Linked DNA regions of Arachis hypogaea: region 2 is linked to region 1. The links are chromatin contacts, called in public Hi-C maps. All regions are on one chromosome and are shown on one strand. The core of a region is the stretch at or near the end of the contact, and the rest is flanking DNA. Distances in the headings are between cores, read along the strand shown.

Region 1 (3,778 bases), core at 358-2,857:
AAGCCGAGCCGAACAGAGACTCGTGCAATGCAAGGTTTAGGGTCCAACAAACAATTATACATACATTCACCATTAATCCATCCTATTAAAGAATATTATGAACAACAAAACCCAAACTTCCTATCAAAAACATGTCCAATTGTTAACTCATTCATGAAAATTGCAAAGCACAATCAAGAAGACAGGAAAATTGGAAAATGAAGGTACAATTATAAGACACAACTATCTATATTTATGAATGAATTGCAACATGAAGGGTCACAGTTTCCAACTACACAGTCAAAAGAATCTTTACCCCCCTAATTCCAGAATCACACAAAATCCCTAACCGAAAATTCCTCAAACAGGTGCATAGGAACCAGCATTAGCACCGCCACTAAGCATAGGACCGTACGGAGATTCAGTATCATCAGCAACAAGATCTTCAGTCCCTCTCAGCACAGCATGGATGAAAATCACAGCAGCACCAACAAGAAGCGACACGACGAGATTAAACCAGACGTTGGCGATGAGGAGAACAACAAGGGTTAATACAGCGAGTGCCAAAACGACGGCGCGGTCGTCCAAAACGACGAGGTTGAAGAGGTTTAAGGGCTCGTCGCGGGAGAAGTAGAGGAAGTACCAGAGAGCGAGGAGGAAGAGAACGAGGATTAGAGGGAAGGGACGTGAGAGGAGGGAGAGGATGAGTGACAGGAAGAGGAGGATGGTGTAGTTGAAGAGGAAGTAGGCGAGGTTGTGCGACACGCGCGCCGACGCGTCTTGGAGGGAGTGGGGGAGGGAGAGGGCGTAGAGGGAGAGGAATTGGGACCAGGGACGGCGCGTGGAGATCACGCTCTGCCCGGCTTCTTTGAAGTGAGTGAGGAATTCGGATGACATTGTTGAGGGATCTGAGGGGGAAGGCCAAGGGGGTTTCTTGTGTTGGTTTTGGCGGAATTGTGGAAATGGAAAGTGTGTGTGTCAATGGTGTCGATGAAGGCAATGAATGAAGACCAAGTTTCGGAGCTGACCAGTTGGTTAACACCGTGTGAGGGACTGCGTGCAAGTTCGCTTATTGGGATATTTTTGTAAAAATGGGTCTCTGACTTTCTCTTATAAGTTGGGCTTTCATACAATTTCAATAACACAACATAGCTTTCGTCCAATAAAAGTAAAATAGACAATCACCAAAAACAAAAGTAGATACAGGAAGAACCGAAGAAGGGAATCTAGCCTGAAATAGTTCTGGTCAAATGGAGAAGATAAACCTCGAAAAACCTGCAACAACGAGAGGGGGAGACAAAGGCACAACTCGTTGGTAAGGGACATTCATCATCTCATAGCTAAATATTGGGAGATCAAAGTCAAACACACACCCAGACTTGGAAATGCCTGTGTAGATTGCCTTGCAAAAATTAGTATACTATTCTGCTTTTTTTTTTCTTTGGACTGGCAATTCGTTTTTTTTTTTTTTTTTTTTAATTATTAAAACGGAGCCGGAGTCCAGAAAAGAAGAATTATAAAGAAACTAAACGAGGAAGAGCTATCCTATGTTCATTATTTACAAATATCCTAACTATCGTCCTAAGAAGAGTAACTTAAAAATAGAATTCTGGGTCTAGATAACTTTACGCACAAGACAATCGGTGCATTAATTGTTCTCTCTATAAATATTAACAAAAAGAATATTTTAATTTTTTGCTTTCCATCTATTAATATCTCTAATGAGAATATTTGGATAATTTTTGAGGTCTCTGTAATTATTGACGAGGTCTATAGCAATTTTAGAGTCACATTCTACTCTCAATCTTCTTATCCCCATAGTCCAAACTCAGTTTGATCATTGATTCAACCCTTAGAGTTCCACGTTGAAAGCTGAGTACCTTCCTATGTTGTAAGAGAATCCAACAATCCACTCACTATTTTCATTCCTCAAAATTCTTTTACATTCGGCTTTCCTTAGATTTTCTTGCGTAGTACCATTAGTATTGAGAGTGATTCAGTTATTGGGTGGGGCATTCCATTTCACTAACATTTCCTTCATGTTTTTGGAAAGGCTTATCCTCTATCTTCTCTCAAAGGCAAGTCTAGTTTCCTCCACTTTCTTCAAAACTTCTCAACAGGCTTGAGGTGTTCGTTAGTATCTCGCTTCGTGAATTTGACAGTTTCGCTAGCTCCAAACCTTCCAGCAACCAGTAGCAAAAACATGGAGCTACGTTAACTTTTTGTAGCCCTTACCATTTCTAAATTTGGCTCTAATTTGTTGTGGAAGGTTTTGACTAATTTACAATTGCCATGTAATCTAAGACTGAATGAGTGACTGTCCACTCAAGTGCTACCTACTAAAGGGGGCCCATGAAAGGATATTTGTCATATAGAAATTAAGGAGCAATATCTAAGGGATAAAGATGATTACAGGTCTGACTACGAAGATTGGTGATGGACGACAGACTCGGTTTTAGGAGGATATTTGGTTGCATTGTGGTTCCTTGAAAGATCGGTTCCCCAGGTTCTTCTCTGTTTCAAACCAATATGGTTTGGTTATTGGGGATTGTGGGTTTTGGGATGGATTAGAGTGGGTTTGGAACTTCCAATGGGAGGCGAGAGCTTTTTAAGTGGGAGTTAGACCTTTTGAGTCAACTACATGAGGCTTTGAGACCTGTGAGGCTAGCGAATAATAGGGAGGATAGAGTTGTGTGGAAATATGATAGATTTGGTATATTTTCGACTAACTCTTTTGTGGAGGTGCTACAAGAAGGAATGCTATCAGAGGATGTAACCAGTTACAGCTTCACGAAGACCATCTGGAAAGGTTTGGTTCCACCAAGAGTGGAGCTGTTTGCTTGGTTTGTCCTGGTAGGCAGGGTGAATACTAAGGAACGGCTAAGTCGGATCGGGATTATTAGCCAGGATGATAAGAGTTGTGTTTTATGTAATAAGGATGTTGAGCAGGTCCATCACTTGTTTATTGGCTGTGATTTTACTTGGCAGGTGTGGAGTGCATGGATATCTGTGTTTGGCAGGCTCTGGGCTTTTCCGGGGTTAGTGAAGGACCATTTCCTAAGTTGGACAGATGAGTCGCGTAGAAAAGAAGACAGAAAGTGCGATCATTTGGCACATTTAGATGGAGCGAAATAGGAGGATATTTCAGAATAAAAGCAAAGGCGTAGAAGATATCATCACCATGACCATCCTTAGCTGCGACGAGTGGAGAGGTATACTGATAAACCACTATTTTATTATTCATCTTGTGCTCAATTGAGTGTTTTTATCAATTCTTCACCCACTTATTCATATGAATTGCATGATTTTACAATTCCTTCCTTATTCTATGATATATGTGAAAACACGTTTCCTATGCCTTAAAAATATTAATTTTTAATTAACCTTTATTACCATTCGATGCCGTGATCTGTGTGTTGAGTAATTTTAGGCTTTATAGGGCAGGAATGGCTTAGAGGACAGGAAGGAAACACGCAAAAATGGAAGGAACGCACAAATTGGAGTTTTGAAGAAAATGGCAGCGACGCACACGCATGGACGACGCGGACGCGTGCCTAGCGCAAAATGGTAGTGACGCGCACGCATGGACGACACGGACGCGTGCCTAGAGCAGAACACAACCGACCCGTACGCATGACCGACGCGTACGCGTGGAAAGGAAAATCTCCAAATGACGCGCACGCGTGAACCACGCGGATGCATGACAGACGCCACGTACAGGAATCTGCAGAAAACGTCCTCAGCAATTTTTGGGCCCCTTTTTGGCCCAGATCCAAGCCCAGAAACATAGAATAGAGGC
Region 2 (3,778 bases), core at 827-3,326, 210 kb after region 1:
AGGATACCTATTTATATAAGGTGATACAGTTATATATCATGGAGGTCTACAAAACAGACGATAGCGGCGACATCCTCTAATCATGCTGAAATACTAGCAATACATGAAGCAAGTCGTGAGTATTTTTGGCTCAAGAGTTTAATATAATATATTATATCATCATGTGGACTGACTAATAGAAAACTAGCTCCAACTGTTCTGATTGAAGATAATACAACATGCATTGCTCAATTTAAAGGTGGATACATCAAAGGTGATAGAACGAAGCATATTTCTCCTAAATTCTTCTACTCGTGATCTTCAAAATCAAGGAACAATTGATGTCCAACATATCCGTTCAAGCGATAATCTAGGAAATTTATTTACAAAGTCACTTCTAAAATCCTCCTTTGAAAGATTGGTACATCAGATTGGGATGCCAATTTTGAGATCTTAAATAATGTCGACAAGAGGGGGAGGCTGTATTCCTTTTTCCTTGGTCATGTTTTTCTCCCTATTGGGTTTTTCTTGACAAGGATTTTAACGAGACAGTTCTCATCACAAAGGATATTGTACTATTTTTCCTTCACTAAAATTTTTTTATTGGACTTTTCTTTAGTAAGATTTTAATGAGGCATAATCCTAAATAGACATCCATTAATGATTTGACTTTTTAAGATGAGCAGCTCAATTTCTCAATGAAAAGAAGGCTCAAATTCTCAAAATAGATTAAATTAATAAAATTTAAAAATGTGAATTTGGTACATATATAAATAAGGGGACAAGATCTTAGATAATATACATACAAGATCAATATAAAATATTTTTTCTCTTCTTATATAGATATATACTGCAATATATTAGTAAATATATATGAATCATAATTATATTGATAATAATATTAATAAATATTAATATTAAAATTTTTTATTTATATTTTTTATTTTATATTTATTTATTTTTAATTATTTATTTTACATCAGTTAATATATTTAATAATGTTCCGAAAGCACAAGATACGAAATAAAAGATTTTGTTGTACATTCAGTTTACTCCTCTTAGAAATTGTATTAATCTAATGTAGGTCAAATATGTCAACGTCAACGATAGCAGCCGATGGTCCCAATCAAGTTACATCACGGAAGGAAGAGCTTGTTAATAAGGATAATCCCATTTTATGAGTATATGCAACAATCTTCTAGGTAGGGGTTGATTTTAAATGAAATTTAGGTCCACAATAAATCCGCTTCTAACTTTATTTATCGAGTAAGAAGTACAATGAAAAATAAAAAAAAATAACTAATTGTTTTAATGTATGAAATAAGAATAGTATTAGAAATAGTAAGATGTAACAATTCATTAAAAGAATGATGGAGCAGTCATAAAAGGATTGTTGTGATAAATTATTCAGTTGTGTTTATTATTTTAGAATAAAGTATTAAATTGGTCTTTTATATTTAGATATAATTTTATTTTATTTTTTAAGGTTTTAAGTGTCTTATTTAAATTTAAAAAAATTTTATTTAGCTTTAATATAGTTTTACTGTGAGACCAAAGTTAAATACTTAACAGGATGTTCTATACAATAGCAATACAAAGAACAAAGTCGATAATTTAGACAACAAGTATACATTTTAAAAGCATAAAATTAACTATAGATACATCAATATATTTATTTGTCATTCTCTTTAATTTTATAAAAGATATTTCGTTTAAATTGTAAGAAGAATGATAAATAAATATATTGATGCATCCACAGTTAATTTTATACCTCTAAAACTTGTACTTGTTCTCCAAATTATCGATTTTGTTCTTATACGACTGTTATGTAAAACATTCCATTAATTATTTAAATTTGATCTCACGATGAGACTATATTAAAACTAAATAAATTTTTTTTAAATTTAAATAAAACATTTTAAATTTAAAGACCGAAATAAAATTATGTCTAAACATAGAAACCAAATTAGTACTTTATCCATTATTTTATTATCAAAATAAATACAATGGATACTATTAGCTTTTGTGGGTGTCTCTCTAAACCAAACGCTAGAACTTGGGTATGTAGTTGCCACTGTTGACACTTATTAGTAAACTGTGTGCTCCAAGTTGCGTACATGACCAATTTCATTAATTCAACGGATCTATCTCTCATCACCATAACAGATCACACCCCTGTTCCCACGAAGAAATTAGAAGTCATATATATGGTGGCGACTATAGGATTATAATGGTTATAGAACTGTTATTAAAATTAAAATTATATTTTTTATATATTTTAATCATATATACTTTAAATTTTTAAATTAAAATATATTGGTAAATAATTAAAAAATATTATTTTAATTTTAACATCACTCTTGAAACACTATACTTACCATAATCATATTAAAATGAATATATAAATAGAAGTAGCTTCACTTTCCTTAACCATCAATTCATCACACCAGGCCTACCTTATCCTATTACATGCTTGTTTTATTTTCCAAACGTAACATGATTCCCTCAATTAGAATAATTCTCTCGCTTGGTTCCTTTCTTCTATTATTCATCTCTTCCACCGCAGCAAAAACCTCATTCAGACCAAAAGCACTTGTTCTACCTGTAACCAAAGACATATCTTCGTCCACACCCCAATATGTAACCCAAATCAAACAAAGAACACCACTCGTGACGGTGAACCTAACCGTGGATCTCGGCGGTGGATATGTTTGGGTGAACTGCCAGCATGGCTATGTGTCATCAACATCGAAATCAGTGGCTTGTGGATCTGCTCAGTGCTCACTCTTTGGCTCTTCATCATGCAGTGGTGACAAAGTCAAAGTGTGTGGTGGATTTCCAAGCAACACTGTCACTGGTGTTTCAACATCTGGTGATGTTCGTTCGGATGTTGTTAGTGTTGAATCCACCGATGGAAACTCTGCAGGAAGAGCTGTTACTGTTCCAAAATTTCTCTTCATTTGTGGATCAGATGTTGTCCAAAAAGGCCTTCCTAAGGGTGTAACAGGTATCAACTTATGAACCCAACCATATATAATATTGGGTGTTTTATTAATATTAATTAATAGTGATCCGTTTAATTGTGTCTAAGGTGTTTTGTTTTAAGTTCTTGTTAAGTACAGTAATAGTAGAAATTTCAATGTACAATTTCGAAGTTTTTATGCTGCATTTCTTAACTAAGATAATGATAGCAACAACAAACATAAGATTTTAGTTTAAAATAGCTATATTTTTTTGTTGACTGTTAAAAACAACTATATAAGACAATTTATTTTAGGACATAAACTTTTTATATGTTCTGAAATATGGAGACAGGAGAAGCATACAGATTTTTATTCTTTATTTCTATATAATCTTATAGCATGTCTGATTTATCTCTTTCAATTTTTATTTTATTTTATTTAAATATTCTGTATACTAGGCTTCTCTCTTTAAGAATTAAATGATATATTACTCATAAAAAATATACTCTACTAAAATTTGAGAATTTAAAAATATATAAAATTTATACATATGTTGCGATAATTATTCTGCTATGTTCTCTGCATATTAAGACAAAAGGTATGTTAAACATTCTAATTAATTAATTAATTAAACTTTTGGATCCTTTGGTGTAGGTATGGCTGGTTTTGGTAGGACCAAAGTGTCACTCCCTTCACAATTTTCATCTGCCTTCAGCTTCTCAAGAAAATTTGCAATTTGCTTGAGCTCCGGCACCATAAACTCAAAGGGTGTAATCATCTTCGGTGATGCACCATACAACTTTGGTTACTTGAACAGTGATCTTTCTAAAGCCCTC

Evidence for each region. A called contact is a pair of places that touch in the nucleus more often than the background predicts.
Region 2: a Hi-C map of leaf shows a contact between it and region 1, with 5 times the contacts expected there. The contact joins the promoter of LOC112776027 here to the promoter of LOC112777358 in region 1. A contact is called at or near these places in 2 of 8 Hi-C or Micro-C datasets (leaf and an unstated tissue).

Annotation. Positions count from the first base shown.
Region 1 is chr19:119,712,903-119,716,680 of arahy.Tifrunner.gnm2.J5K5, forward strand. LOC112777358 (PRA1 family protein D) reads right to left here and starts at 1,608. Exons shown (of 1, transcript XM_025821708.3): 1 at 1-1,608. The coding sequence starts at 876. The coding sequence ends at 340.
Region 2 is chr19:119,920,066-119,923,843 of arahy.Tifrunner.gnm2.J5K5, forward strand. It overlaps LOC112776027 (probable aspartic proteinase GIP2), which reads left to right and starts at 2,077. Exons shown (of 2, transcript XM_025819978.3): 1 at 2,077-2,986; 2 at 3,597-3,778. The coding sequence starts at 2,449.